Linked DNA regions of Anser cygnoides: region 2 is linked to region 1. Evidence: chromatin contacts called from public Hi-C data. All regions are on one chromosome and are shown on one strand. Each heading gives the region's core, a stretch centred on a gene start, on an enhancer-like site or on the middle of the called end of the contact. The rest is flanking DNA. Distances are from core to core; before and after follow the strand shown.

What was found. A called contact is a pair of places that touch in the nucleus more often than the background predicts.
Region 2: a Hi-C map of liver shows a contact between it and region 1, with 1.9 times the contacts expected there. The contact joins the promoter of LOC136786633 here to the enhancer-like site in region 1. A contact is called at or near these places in 4 of 7 Hi-C or Micro-C datasets (fetal liver and liver).

What each region holds. Positions count from the first base shown.
Region 1 is chr19:2,700,447-2,707,875 of Taihu_goose_T2T_genome, reverse strand. No RefSeq gene overlaps it. Among named protein-coding and RNA genes, the nearest start is that of PMP22, 130 kb to the right of the region's middle. Within about 2 kb of position 3,140, at least 2 of the 3 cell types and tissues checked have open chromatin away from gene starts, as enhancers often do. A contact at or near this core is called in fetal liver and liver, where this site is marked.
Region 2 is chr19:2,877,068-2,884,496 of Taihu_goose_T2T_genome, reverse strand. LOC136786633 (heparan sulfate glucosamine 3-O-sulfotransferase 3B1-like) reads left to right here and starts at 4,189. Exons shown (of 2, transcript XM_066979968.1): 1 at 4,189-4,775. The coding sequence starts at 4,360.

The DNA.
Region 1 (7,429 bases), core at 1,891-4,390:
AGGGATTTTGTTTGATCAGAGGCTTTTTTTTTTTTCAAAAAAAAAAAAAAAAAAACAACTTATTTTGCACATCCAGCTCCTCAGCTGGAATAATACATCCCCGTAACTCCACCCAGGCGGGCGAGGCTCATTTACACTAGGTGAAAGTCTAGCTAAAATAAAAAGGGGAGAGAGAAACTCCCTGTGCAGCGAGAGCAGGACACGTTTCACGAGGAGGGCGGTTAAAGGAGAATTAAGCATAAAACCTAAAGGGGAGACAGCAACGAATTTTGGGGCTGTGTACGTACATGCTTAGGGATAAGAAAGAAAAGTCTATACATTTATACCACAAAAGATTTCACTGGACAACATGGTCTAGCAGGAGCTTTAAAGGGGAAAAGCAGTTCACAGACTCTTCTGAATGCATCTCCAGTAGCCGGGTTGTTAAGACATTCAGGGCTGTTAGTGTGTACTGTCAGGCCATTGTAACCAAACCTTTAATCCTGGGCCTGTCAGACTTGAAGGAAAACTAAGGGGCTGACAGTACTGCAGCAAATAGATTTTCCTTCTCTGCTCTCATCGCCTCCCCCCCTTCCCTCCATTTAAAGTTAGAATAACACTGAGTCTATTCCTTTCAGGGCTTGCAAAACAACTAGAAAAAAAATAAAAGTGGAAAAAAATAAAAAGGAAAATCTAGCCTAGATGGACTATCTTCCCTCTCCAAATCCCAGTCCCCAAACTGGGAGCACTCAGCATAGGCTGGTCAGACCCAGGCTGAGTGTTCTTCCTCCCTGGCTCTGGTTATAAAGTGCTCATGAGTTTATTTTTATTTTTGGACTTCTCTATACAAGGGGAGACACAACAAGCTGCATAGCAAAATTCAGGCAGAATTGCAAAGTCTTGCTTTTTTTTTTTTGGGTCTTTGGTTTTGGACCTAATCCACGTGGGACATGAGTTGACAATATGTGATGTAGGCAAACATTGTTCCTGCATTTCTACCTAGGTCTACAGTGCCCAAGCATCCCTTACAGCCTTACTTCATGAGAGCTTGGTCCAGGATTTCAATGCAGTGATGTGCAACGTTGACCCCTCAGACTCCAGGCACACATTAAAAGACTGTTCTCTTATTTGTTGCCCAGAAGCTCCACAGTTTTGAGGGCAGGGCTGGACAGCCTTTCTTACAGGAAGACCAGTTAAGGCATTAAATTCCAGTCATCAGGGTCCTGCACCTCTAGCCACTGTCTAGTTTGGGTTTCTGCTGCTGGGTCATCGTCTACTCACGACAAAATATCGAACAATGACTTAGGCAGCAGGTTTATGCAAAAAAGTGACTGCGTTGTTCAAGTGTTGATACCTCTGTATATCAAGATACCAAGAGGATTAGGATCAGTGGTAAACAACTGAGACAGAGCTGGACCTCAAGGTGGGTGGAAATTGATATGCATCGCCTGTAGCTGTTTACTAACCTCTGTTTGAAAACAAACAACCAACCAAACACTTCTGTATAAATAAACCAGGACATTACCTGGGTGCTGCTGAGTGGGTGCAGTTTTCCTATATCTTTATCCTAGATGCCTCATAATCACTGCTCAGTCCATTCTCTCAGTCTTTCCCTCCAATTCTTTAAACTTACATATAAAAAAAAAAAATCACAGTTAAAATCCAGTCCACCTGTTGCAAATGCCTGCAGGAATTCTGCTGTGTGGCGTATCATGCGATCTAGACCAGATCCAGATCAGAACCCAGAAATAAAAGTGCATTGCCAGAACTTCCCCTGAAAAAGGAAGTTTTCACACCCTTCTGGCAGGACGTCTCTAAACTTGGGGTTAATTAGAGACCCGATTTTTTTTTTTTTTTGGGCCAGCACTTAACAGGAGATGAAAAGAAACAGGTAACAGTTTCTTTAGTTATGCATCAGGGCCCTCTCCTTTGTTAGCACCCACGGCTCAGCAGCCAGGAGGTCTGCTGGAGGGGGGTGACTCCGTGTCCTGTCCTGCACCATGGACGGATGGGCCAGGCCTAGGAGGCCTAACTGAAGGAAGGGAGCTCGTCTCCAGGATTGACAGCCTTCCTGGAAAAGGGATTAAATCAGCATTTAATAATGTTATTTGCTAGTTGTACCAGTAACGGATGGGGTCCTCGCCCACCTCCCCCCTGCAGGTCAGAACAAGGCAGGTCTGCGCCCTGCACCTGGCCCAGGCTGTCCATCCAGGACCTCTTGCTAGCTGTCAATTGATCTAAGAAGGCAAAACACAGCACTGAGAATATTATTAAATGGAAATGAGCTAAAACAAAAGCAGCAAAATCAATTTGGGAACTCACTTCACGTTTCTCGGGAAAGAGATACTCCCAGAATCAGGTTAAGCAAAGCCCTACTGAGCTGCTGATTGATTTCTTAATAAGCCTTAAAAAAAATCACAGGAAGAAAAAGAGAGAAAAGAACAGATTCCAGACAGAAATGGTCATGCAGTTTCCTTGTACACACACAGAAACAGTCAGAGAGCCTCCGGAGAGCAGCGGCGCAGCAGACAGAAACACATTTGTTCCAACGGTGGTGAAAGGGGCTCGCGATCTGGGAGGGCAGAAAAGGCCAAGAAGAAAGTTTCGTGGAGCAGCACCTCAGGAACCTGCTCCAAAGCATCCACCTCCTGCTGCTGCAAGAGTTAAGGATGCATAAGTCATCCATAATAACCAGCGTGAGTTATTTTATGTTTAATTATTTGCACTGCAGCTGTGCCATTGCAATTGGACTTTGAAACCCAGCAGGTAAGGTCTGTGCAGGAGCAAACATACAGAGACATCTGATGGGCCAGCCCCTTATCCTCCCAAATTAGCTAACTGCTCCAGCAGCACACAGCCACAGCCATGTGAAAGCCAGGGCTGGCTTTCACCCCTAGAGAAGCCCTCTGCTCAATGCAGTAGTATTGTGACACCACCAAAAGCACCCAGCACAGCCCTGAGTTCAGTCGCAGCCCTTTGGCAGCCTGCGGGGACGTTGACACCTCCGCCCTTGGTGTCACAGGTCAGGAGCATGTTACAGAGGTACCCGAGGGGAAGCTGTGCCCACGCCACAGCCCCTCTGTCCTCTGCAACACAACACAGCTCCTGGACTCGGCCCTGAGCGCTCGCACCACCCAGCAGGTATTGCTGGTTCACTTCCACATCCCTCCTGGGAGGCAGGTACAGCCCAAATTATGATACACATCTTGTGGTGCGCAGTGGGGACACTTCAGAAACGTCAGAACTGGGAGTGTCCCGAGCCCTCCTCCCAGGGCAGGCTCACTTGTATGAAATATGAAATAGAAGTGCTTTATGCCTGCATAAAGAGAAATACAAACCAGCTATGTCATGCTTTAACTAAATCCACATGAGGTATTGAACTTATACAGATTTTCCAGGAAAAAAAAATAAGCACACACAAAAAAATAACAAAAAGTAAAGAAAAAAGAAAAAGAGAGAGAGAAAAAAATCATGTTCTGCTTTAAATGGCTGAACTGTTAAAACATCTCTAGGCTAACAAACAGGGCAGAGGTGATGGGAAGAATGAATCCCTACCCATCAAAGCTGAGGGGCTGAGACCCTGCTGCATGGACTCAGGAGTCCCGTCCCATAGGGCCGGGGGTGATGGGAGGCCATGGACGCACCATTATTGATGGTGTAGCCTCGAAGAGCCAGTGCCAGCCCAAGGGGACACGCCAGGGCCCTGCCTTGCAGACCAGCACCTCAGTACCGTGGGTGCAACCCCGGAAGGAAAACCCTGCTAATGCTGCAGCACGCTGCCTCAAAGAGAGCCCGCATCTGGGATGGGAAAGTAGACGAGCTGAAGTTGTGCTCCCAGAGGGGAAAGCATGGTAATCTCAGTGGCCAGGAAGGCTTCCATCTAAAATCTAAACTTTGAAAAGGAAGTCCGATAGACTTTGCCCCTATGGTGTATATATATGCCCCCGATGAAGCAGCGCTGGCCTTGCTGTTTCCCACCCACTAGCACAGTAAATCAACACCAATTTCAGTGTTTCCCTGGACACTGCAGGCTGCAAACCACAGCGGCCGAGGGTGTTTGTCGCAAACAGCCTGCCAGCCCCGACACGGCGAGCAGCGACCTCTGAGAGGGGAGCCGGGGCCATGGGAAACATCCCCAACCCCAAGCAGCTCCCAGCGCACGCCTGCCTCCGAAAATGGCCGGGACCGGGCATGGGGGAAGGGAGAGAGAACCTCTATTTCCTTGTTAAGTAGCACTCTTTTCTCTCTTTTTCTAATCTACGGAAAAATAGGAATGCAGAGGAGAGCGGAGAGAAGCCTTTCTTCGCAGCGGGGGATGCTGCCTGGTGCTGGCTCTGCTGGGATGCTGCAAGCCCGGAGCTTCTCAGGGTGTTTGCAAAAGGGGAGTCAAACCACGGGCTGGAGGAGAGGCAGGGAGACCGGGACGAGCATCTTAAGGTTTAAAATGCAAATTCCTCCACTTTCTTTTAGGTGGAGGGGTCAAGGTTTGCCTATTCCTTCCTCTCCCCCTCTCCCCGCTCCTTCCCCGAGTTTTGTTTCGGGAGGGACTGTGGATGCGACAAGGTCTTTGTGCTGGCCATTCAGCTGAATGAAAAGGCCGAGGAGTCCCAGCGGAGGGAACAAACTTTTGGGGGTCAGCGCGGTCAGCTTAGAATAAATGTGTCGTATTGTTTGTATTAAGGACATGATCTCAGCGGGGTGCCCGGAGCCACCGCATACAACATGAAGGACTATTTATTCAACACTGAAATACGCAGGGCACAGGACTCCTCTCCCAGGGAAAATACGAACTGCTGCTGCAAACGTGTCTGTCTGTTCCTAGCAGCAAGATTTGCTGGAGGGGAGAGTAAAACCTTTTTTTTTTTTAATCTTTAATATGTATCATAAATAAGGACGGGTGCTGAGCTCTCTTGGCAAAGAATAATCACAGACAGAAAGCGACGGCGGCAGCAGCACTGCAAAGTGCCTTTTTATTGTCCCTTTTCTCCAAAAGATGGACAGTTCAGGTCATTAAAGGCCTAAGATAGAAACAGTTTCTCTTAACGCTGTTTGAAAACAGGCTTTTGTTTCCATGGAAGTGGCACCGGCCTTTCTCGGGCTGCCGGCACCGCAGAAGTGGCCCACAGCCCCGGGGTGGGAGCGGGGACGGCAGCTCGGGGCGCCCGCTGCCCCCCGACGAGCCCACGTGAAATCCAAGTGGAAAAGCAGCACAAAGGGGCCGGGGGGGGCTTGACAGCTCGCCGTGTCCCCCCGGGAGGGCTCCACAAACGGGGCCCCCAAAGGAGGCGGCCAGCTGGGGCGGGGAGGCCGTCCTTCCCAACCTTTCAGGAACAAAACCCTCATAAAGGGACTTCGGAGACGCCCCTGGCTGTTAAATGATCCCCCCCTCCCCTTCCTCGCTGATTCATACAGAGGAGCGTGCGTGCCCCCAGAAAGCATCTTTTCTTCTGGCTGACACAGCTCCTTTCTTTGCAGAGGTGTGCATGGGGCACTTGGTTAGGTTGCTCGTCAGGAGCGTGATTAAGTTGCACAGGAACAGAGGAACATCTCTTGGGATGATCTCAGCCAACGTGGCTTCAACACAGCCAGCCTATCACAGTGCGTGGGGTCTAGGAAGACCAGCCACCTACAGCTCCCAGAATAAGCACGGCAGATCTTAAGGTAACCCCACGAACTGCATCACAAACGGTAACTTCAGCCCAGCCTCAATGGGAAAATAGTGACAATAAAAATGAGGGGGGGAATGAGAAGAAGAAAGGAGGTTTCTTATCCTGTGAGACCACTCCACTAGGCCATACATGCACAGACGTTCGGGTATGTAAGTTTGATGCTCATTCTGCCGACTCTGAACCTGCCCATGGACATCAGCAGCTTCGTGGTGGGGTTCTGCCCAGAGCTAAGGCACTCCTTGACTCTCCCTCTGCCCTTGCAAACCTGATCTCCAAAAAAATATTATCATGCCTTTAAAAGAGCAATGTTACGGTATAAACACATCAGCTACATATAAAAAACCAAACAAGAAAGCAGCAGCCTCCAGGGAGAAGAGGGTGCCAGGACCTCTCAACCCTGCTCTGTCGGCAAAGGCTTCGGGGCTGGGCTGTGCGGGCCCCTGGGCTGGCCACCACCAAGCCAAGGGCATCTACCATTCTGTGCCACTGGGGCACGGTGAATGCAACCGAAACCCAGTGCACCACTTTGAGGTGAAGACCCGAAATCTGAGAGCAGGTGGCAACCCCCCCTGGGTTTGCACAGCGCTGCCACAAACCTCCGCTTAGGGACCTGGGATCCTGGCACCGCTCCCTTGGAAGCCCCCACCATGGGACACCTTGACCCCCCCTCCCCATGTGCCGGGTGCCCCCTTCCTTTTTGCCCCCCCTGTCGCCTTTTGTGCCCAAGTGACACAGACTGATGAGGATTATTTCCCCTGCTTCCTCAGGGACAGGGGGGTTCCCCGCTGCCCTTGTGCGGGGACAATAGAGCCATTGAGCATCCTCCCGAGGCGAGGGGCGCGGGCATACCTGGCCCCCGATGTGGGAATGGCCACTGCCCCTGACAGCCATTAGCATCTGAATGAGAGTGATGCCTGCGGAACAACAGGCAATTATCCCCCTGAAAAGCTTTTAAGTGGCATTAATTGCTGCCCGCAGACTCCGCGCTCTCTCAGAATGAGCCGTGTTGACAAACAGAATAAAATATACTGGAATTCCTGCAGGGAAAAAATTTTGAGGATTGTGCCTCGGCTGAGGGCAAGCTCCACTTTCATCCTCCGTGGCCACCCAGCGAGCATCTCTGCACCCCTAGTGACAGTCACACCGCTCGGGGTGCCCAGGGAAAGGAGGACCCCCTGCCCTGGGCACTGATGGACTGGATTAGCGGCCCCTTTGTCCCAGGGGTGTCCCTCAAGGACCAGGTGTACCCTGTTGTACTGCTCCGAGGTGCAAAGGAGCGGCCCAGCCCCGAAACACAATCTCCTGTCACTAACAGGTGGGGGCTTTATCTTCCTCTGCTCTATGGACATAACAAATACCCTTTTACAGCCCAGGAATGGGGGTGATGAAGGAACATTTTACTGTTTACATTTTACTGTTTGGAGACGAAGATATTTTATTAATAGTGGTTCTTAATTTCTGCAAGACAAATAAATACTGTATTGCCTGTTAAGTACCTTCAGGAAGGTAGTAAGAAAGTCACAGCACTTCCCTGTGATTCCCTGGAATATCACATTGTGATGCCCTTGGGTTCCCTATAGCTGAAATGATTTCTAGGCTGACCTTGCACATGGGCATGGTACTTCTTTCTTCTCTTTCCTGCAAAATGCAAGTCACTGACCTTAAAAGAGTACTGCAGCACTATTTTTCCCCAGGGGCATCATCAACGCTACGTGTCATACAACCACGCCAAATCATTTGGAGGAGATCATTTGAAGAAGTCTGCTCAGCTCCCTGTGTGC
Region 2 (7,429 bases), core at 2,940-5,439, 180 kb before region 1:
CCAGTTGCTCTCACCAGCAGGGCAGGACCCCCGTGCTCCGGCCCAGCTGCTGCAGGTGGCACGTTAACAAACCGCAGGAGCTGGGAGCAGGCGCGCGAGCCCTGCTGGAGCCCTGCTCCAGGTGGGTCTGGCCACAGCCCCCGCTGCTTCCCCGCCTGCCCCTGCTCCCTGGGCAGCCCGGCAGCCTCAGTTCCTCTGCTCGGACGCCGTTTCTGATACCTTACCTGTTTGGCAGTCCTAGGAAGAAAACTGAAGGCCAACTGTAGAAGATACAGTTACAGTAAAACCTATCTTGGGGCTATTTTGCTTAAAAAGCCAATCCAGCTTTTACAAGCTACAGCTGACATATATTAAGAGCTTAAACCAAACTTTCTGTGACATTTGTTGATGTTAGCCTGGCTGGTGCTGGTAGACGTAAGGAACAAGAAGAATTACTCCATCCGAAGGGTTTTCCTCTTTTCCTGTGGCTGCAGGGAGCAACCTGTGCGTGGAAGCAGCAGGCTCTAGGTCTGTAGGAAGCGCTGGGCAGAGAGGTGAGTGCGTCTGGGTCCAGCAGAGCCAGCCTGTGCCACCTGCCGGCCCATTGCTACCCGCGGCTGCGACTCAGCCCTGGCCTGGACATCTCCTGTTTAATTCTGTTCCCAATTACCCGGCCGGGCCGGCTGGCAGAGCTTTACCAGTGCGCAGAGGAACTAGAAAACGATTCCTCCTGTGGCTGCCTCTCATCACTGCTTGCTTCACGTCACCCTCCGTACCCCAGCCAGCCCAGCAACGCCGTCTGTTTTAGCTCGCAGCAGAGGAGTGCTTTGAAATGCCTTGCTGTTTGGCTCTGGAGCTGAAGCACAGATCTCCCTGTGTGCTCCCAACGCCTGCTTCGCACACACCTGGTCCCAAGCAGGATGGTGCCCCTGGCACTGCTCCTGGTGGGTTTCGGGTGGCCCGAGCACTCTTAGCTCTGCTGTTAGCCCTCTGGGTAATTCCTGGAGAAGTCGCACACTTCTCAGGGTCTTATTTCCCCTCTTCAATCTGTCTGGTTTAATTGGTTCATAACTCTTTGTAGCAGGGATAATTTTAAAAGACGATTGCACAACACCCAGCATGATCAGAACAATCAGCTCTTGCACGGGGCTTTTCAAGAGCTGATGTGAAGCTGATATACGAAGGAGGAAAGCTGATATATGAAGGAGTTGGCATCACACTGTCACTTCTGACACACAAGAAGATCAAGGCCCACGGTGCGAATAAGATTTGCCTGTTGTTCTGCAACAGTTTGGTGCCAAAAGTTAAAAAAGGCAGAGGTTTCAGCAAAGCTTCGCTATTCCCTCAAAGCAACAGAGCTCTGAAATCAGACTCATTCAGTACAGTATTTTCTGTGTCTTTAATAACAACGTGGCAGAAAAGCTGCATTGAACAAGCACCGAAGCTGCCAGGCCACGTGCTTGTTGGATGAGTGTCACATTGGGCACATCCGTGGTGTGCGCAAAGCTCCCGCAGGCTCCTTGGAGAACACCAGCGTGACCTGGTCCTGGGATGGAGGCTCCCAGCGCTGCCGCAGTCGGCCCTGCCAGATGCTCGAATTCTGCTTTCACAGGCTGCTGCCTGGCCTCTGCTGCTCCCGGTACGCGGACGGTGAGAAATCTCACAGGGTGTTTGTGGAGAGGCAGGGACTTCATGAAATACAGTGCCACGGAAGGGTGGCTCATCAAAAAGCCAACACACGTCAACAGAATAGGCACATCTGTGGGAAACGATCACTGCAGAAACACATTCTTCTGCAAAAACACAGCTTTGTTTCTCACACATCCGAATGCTTTGGGGAGGAGGAGGAGGAGGCGATGGCAGAGATGTCCCCAGTGCCACCATGTGCCATCAGTGCCCAAGCCCCAGCTGGCAAGTCCCTGCAGCAGTGAGCGCCGGGGAGTGAGGAACATGGGGACGTGATTTAGTGATGGACTCGGCAGGTCAGGCTGGCGGTTGGACCTGACGCTCTTGAAGGTCTTTCCCAGCCTAGGTGGTTCTGGGGTTCTGTGAATCCCAGCCTGGCCGAGGGCCTGCGGGAGAACTGGAGCCCCCCGAGGAGGGACGAGCAGTCAGAGCTGTGCAGCTGCGAGCGCTCGGGGCCATGCCCCGCCGTGGGAAGGCCGGGCTGCGTCCTCCTCAGCCAGCCGAGACACTAAAGGAACCGAGGGAAATGTGGATTGACAGGTATAATCCCAAACTGCATTATCTTGTCTTATGGCTCTCTTTTGTGTCTGTACAGTAGAGAGACCTCTGAACCCACGTCTTCAGTCTAGCAATTAAACTTACTATTTTGTCATTAAATCTTGTTTAGGGATAAAGGCGACTGATTAACATTCTTGTGTGAAAGCCCCAGGGGACGGCCCAGGCACAGGGTATCTCGGCCAGGCTGCTGGAGCCAGGGTGCTCCCCGCGTGGGTCGGGGGCCTGGCGCGCCGGGACGGGGAGAAGTCTCATGCCCTGAGATCCCAGCCATGGTCTCTGAACTGAAATCCCCTTAAATCTCCTTTTCTTTGTAGTTTACAGCACTAGGTGAGGTGGAGACCACAGCTCCGTGGGAGCACATCACCCAGCCCTGAGACACAGCCACTGAGCAAAAACGTCACAAAGGGCTTCTGAGCTCGACGAGGAGCTGAAAAGCAGAAGTATGTTATTCTGATCAGTGTGCTGGATAGGATAATCCACAGCAGGCAGGATAATCCACAGTGGGCAGGATAATCCACAGGCGGGTCCCTCCGTGGTGCTGTTTCAGCCCGTGCCAGATTACCAGTGGGTGCCACCGGACTGGGGCAGGGCAGCAGGAAAGGGAGACCTTTTCCCCATCCACAGCAGGGCTTGGGGGCTCTGCTACTTGGGGTCTGCGTGGTCAGAGTGGAAGGAACAGCGCTCGGGAGGCTGAGGATCCCCCGCTGCAGGGCCGGAGACGTGGCGGAGGCAGGGTGCGGACCCCAGCACCCAAAGGGGCTTTTGTTCTGGGGCCTGGGAGCCGGCAGAGCGAGCTGAGGACAGGACCTGAGCATCACAGGTACAAAGCTTGCACGTGAAGCTGCTCCTCCTTCTGGAAAGGGGAGACTGTGGGTTTGGAGACCCCTGTAATACTCCCTCAGGCTGAGATGAGGGCACTGCCTCGGGGGACAAGGCGGCACGGAGGCACCGAGGTCTCTGTTGGTCTCCGTGCTGTACCCCAGCTGATACCTGCCGTCACTCACACCTCCTCTCGGCTTTTCTGTGGGAGCTCTCAGGAAAGCTGGGAAATGTGCAATTTCGGGGCAGGCGTTTCAGGTAGCACCTGTGTCGGAAAGGGCCTCGAGAGATCCAAAGCCCGAAACTGAATTTGGCCAGAGAGAAGGAATTCAGTGAATTCGGCTAGGAGCAAGGTGCTGGGGGAACCGGAATAAACCAGGGAGCCATGTGCGGAGCCGGGAGGCTCCGCGGCCCCGCTCGTGTGTGCGGTGCGAAGCTGCGGCCCCGGAGAAGCGGCGGGGCTCGGCAGCGCGGGGCCGGGCCGGGGTGCGGGAGCCGCTCCCCCGCAGCCCTGGGCTCTGTGCAGGCTCTCCCCGCGGCGCAGCAGCGCGGGGCGCTATCTGTGGATTCACGCACGTTGTCCCTGCGGCACGGCGGCCCGCGCCCTCCTCCCGCAGGGGCCGCGGGCGGTCGCGGTGCCGGTGCCGCTGCGGGCGCTGGGAAGGGCCCGCCGCGGGGTGACGCGGCGGGAGGGCTGCGCGCGAGCCCCGCTGGGACCCACGGCCGCGTCTGGCGTCCGCCGGGCGCTCCCCGGGTCCGGGACGGGGACGGGGGAAGGGAAGGGACCGGGACCGGGACCGGGACCGGGACCGGGACCGGCGGGGCCTCGCCCGTCGCGACAGCGTGTCGCCCTGCCGCCGCGCCGCCCTACCGCCCCGCTCCCCGTCCCCGCTCCGCACCCGCGGCCGCTCCTGAGGCAGCGCCGGGCGCGGCTCCCCTCAGCGCGCCGCAGCCAATCAGCGCCTCTCCTCCCCCCCTCTCCCTCCCCTCGCCCCGCCCCTTCCCTCTCATTGGCCGCTCCCTCCCGGCGGCCGGGCCGGAGAAGCGGCGGAGCTCGGCGCCGATTGGCCGCGCCCGCCGCCCGTCACCCGCCTCCCCTACCCCCCCCCGCCCCTCCGCCTTGGCTCCGCGCTGCCCGCGGCGGCGCCGCCGAGAGCGGGGCCGGGGCCGGGGCCGGGCGGGGGGCGCCGAGGGGGCGGGCGGCGGCCGCGGGGCCGCGCTGAGGCCGGGCCGGGCCGAGCCGAGCGGAGCCGAGCCGGGCGGCCCCGAGCGGAGCCGAGCCGCCCCAGCCATGCAGCCGTGCGCGGCCGCGGGCACATGGGGCAGCCCCTGAAGCGGCGCCTCGACGTGCCCGGCGCGGTGCCCTCGGTGCTGCGGCGGCGGCTGCTGCTGCTGGGCGCCATGCTCGGCCTCTGGCTCTGCCTCTTCTACTCGTGCGGCGGCTCCTGCGCCGGGCTGGCGGCCCCCGGGGGCTCCCCGGCTCCGCGGGGTCCGTCGGGGGGCGGCCCGCCCCCCCCGCCCCCCCCGGGGCTGCCCGAGGCCGCCCGCCCCATCTCCAGCCTCGCCGACGGCACCGGCAGCAAGCGGCTGCCGCAGGCCGTCATCATCGGCGTGAAGAAGGGGGGGACGCGGGCGCTGCTGGAGTTCCTGCGGGTGCACCCCGACGTGCGCGCCGTCGGCGCCGAGCCCCATTTCTTCGACCGCAACTACGAGCGGGGCCTCGCCTGGTACAGGTACGGCACGGCGCGGGGGGGGGGGCGGACGGGGCGCCCCCTCCTCTGCCCTTTTATTCCCTCCCCACGGCGATGTTCCGCCGCAGGCACCCCCCCCCCCCCACCACCTCCAAGAAAAAACCCCAAATCCGAAAAAAAAGACCCAAAGCCCGCTCTCGGCCCCGCGCCAGGCCCCGCTCTCCCCGTTACCCTCGGCGGCCGCCGCAGCGGTGCGGAGCATGTAGTGTTAAAATAATACACAAACGCTTTTCTTTTCTCCTTCCCCGCCGCTCATCTCGCTGAGCTCCCGGGGCTTTATTTTTTATGATCTTCGTTATTTATTTGCCGGCTCCTCGGCTTCCCGCACCCTCGGAGCGCGGCCGGGGCGGGACCCTCGGGGGGGGGCAGTTCATAGAGGGGACGGGAGAAGGGGCCGGGGGGGGCGGCCGGCGGCGTGCGGGGCGTTAAAAGCGTTATTAAAAGCGGAAAAAGCGCTAAAAAGAAAGCTCAAAAATCGCGGCACCGCTTCCCGCAGATGCCCCCGTGCGGGAGCCCGCAGGGTGCGGGGGGGAAGCGCAACCCCGACGGCAGCACCGTCCCGTATCCCCTGGGTGCCTCCGGGCTTTAATTCGGCTTTAATTCGGCTTTGATTCGGCCTCTGCCGGCTGTGCGCAGGGGGCAGCGACCCCAGCCTTGTGCCCGGGAGGCAGCCGAGCGGCGCTGAGCCCCGGTAGCGGGGAGGGGAGCTGCCACCCTGCGAGGTTTTGCGGCGGGTGTCGCACGGTGCCAGCCCTCGGCTCGTGGTCGAGGTTGGGGTCTGGCCGGGCAGGAGGCGTTTCTGGGAGCGCTTTCGTTTTAGGGAACTGTAGGATTTGGGTGGAGGGTGCGGCGGGTCGTCCCGGAGCAGCTGAGGGGAAATCTTGGTGCGTTTTGGTGAAAAAAAAATATATATTTCCCCGCAAAAATGTTTCTTTGGGGTTTTGAAAGGAGGGCTTGTATGTTGCAGAGCCGAGAAGCTGTCAGGATTTATTAGCGAAATGGTGTTGTAGGTGTTGAACTCTGTTTTTAATTAGGCACCTAAATTAGACCGTAAAATGGTTGATTAATCTTTTACAAGAAGGAGGTGGAAGGGGAGAAGGAGGGAATAATGCTTATGGTCGCATCGATCTGTTACCCCAGGCGCAGCGGCCGCCAGTCCCGGTTCGGAGGACACCCCTCGCGCTTACGTTCGGAGAAGCTGCCACCGAAGTTGCCCTTAACTTCTTAAACCGCTTCTCGGGCTGAGCTGCCCCGACTGGAGCAGCACGGGCCCTGATTCCCCAGCCCCAGGGCTGAGCAGAGGCTCTGCGGGGGGCTGCTCTCCCCAGAACCTGCCCGCTCTTCAGGTCCGAGCCCCCGGTGCCCACCCGGCAGCGCCGTCCGCCTGCCTGCGGCACCGGGATCGGGGAGCGAGGGAGGCTGAATAAACGCCTCAGTGCCCGACACACGGGGGGAGGAATTTGCCCAAATCAATGGACGAGTGCTTGCGTTATTTCTAGCTTGGCTACGAGTTAGACGCAGGAGTTTGTTTCTCTGAATTTCAGCGTTAGAAATCGGGTGCTGCCTAGCCCCAAACTCCTCCTGACTCCAGTGAATCGGCTTCTCAGCGCTCCTCGAGAGCACGCCGATTTCCACGAGCCCCAGCGAGGCTTTTATTTATTATCTTAATGTCAAAACGGAGAAGCGTTTGTGTTTGCTTGTTAATGGCCCAATAAAATCCGATAAAAAAATGCTGTAAAATATCCGCCGTGCCAGTAGCCGTGCACCGAGCTGGGCGAGCCTCGTCCCCGTTTTTCAGATGCTTTTGCACAAATTGGCTCGGCTGAACTTTGGACCTGGGGCAGCGTGAGTGCCCGGTTGTTGCAGTTTAACCCCATTGCCTGGCTTTGAAAAGACGAAGATGCAAGTTTTGACCCACGCCTCGTGGAAAGGAGGTTTTATTCCACGGGCTTCTGGCTAAATCTGGTCAGATCTGCTAGGAGGCTTTCTTGGGTTGGTTTTTTTTTTTTTTTTTTTCCTCTCTAAAAAGTTGTTGCTGCCATGCAACGAAGTATCCCAAAGGGAAGTTTCTGCAGATTTATGAGAGGCAGAATCATCTCAAATTTGCTTGTTGGGCTTGATGAAAGCTGGTGTTCGGGGGTGTTTGTGACTACCCATAGCGATGTAAGTACTGCGCCGTGCTAAAGCTTTCACGTACAGTAAGTAACTTCTGAAGGAGGGACTGAAAACTTTTTTTCTTGCTCCGTTTGCCGCTAAGTGGAGGAGTTTAAAGTAGAATTTGTTTTTCCCTGTTTGTGTGGAAGGCAAAACAGCATCGAGGGGTGCTGACCGCTGTTCCTAAAAAGCAGAGGGAGAAGAAGGAAAAATTAAATAGATTTTCGATAGCGAGTTAGCTGGGAATCCAATGGAAACGACCTCAGTCCGCACGTTGCGGGGTTGCCCCCCCCCGGTAATGAATGCAGCATGTTAACTGCTTGGAGTGAAAATATTTACCATGACAGAGGAGAAAGGGATCCAGCCCCTGCTGCAAACTGATTGTAAGTAGCACCGGGGATTTGGGGCGCTAACGAAGTTTCCCTGCGCAGCAGCGAGGCTGCGGCAGCTCAGCTGCCTGTGTGCCCGTCTGCGCGGACGAG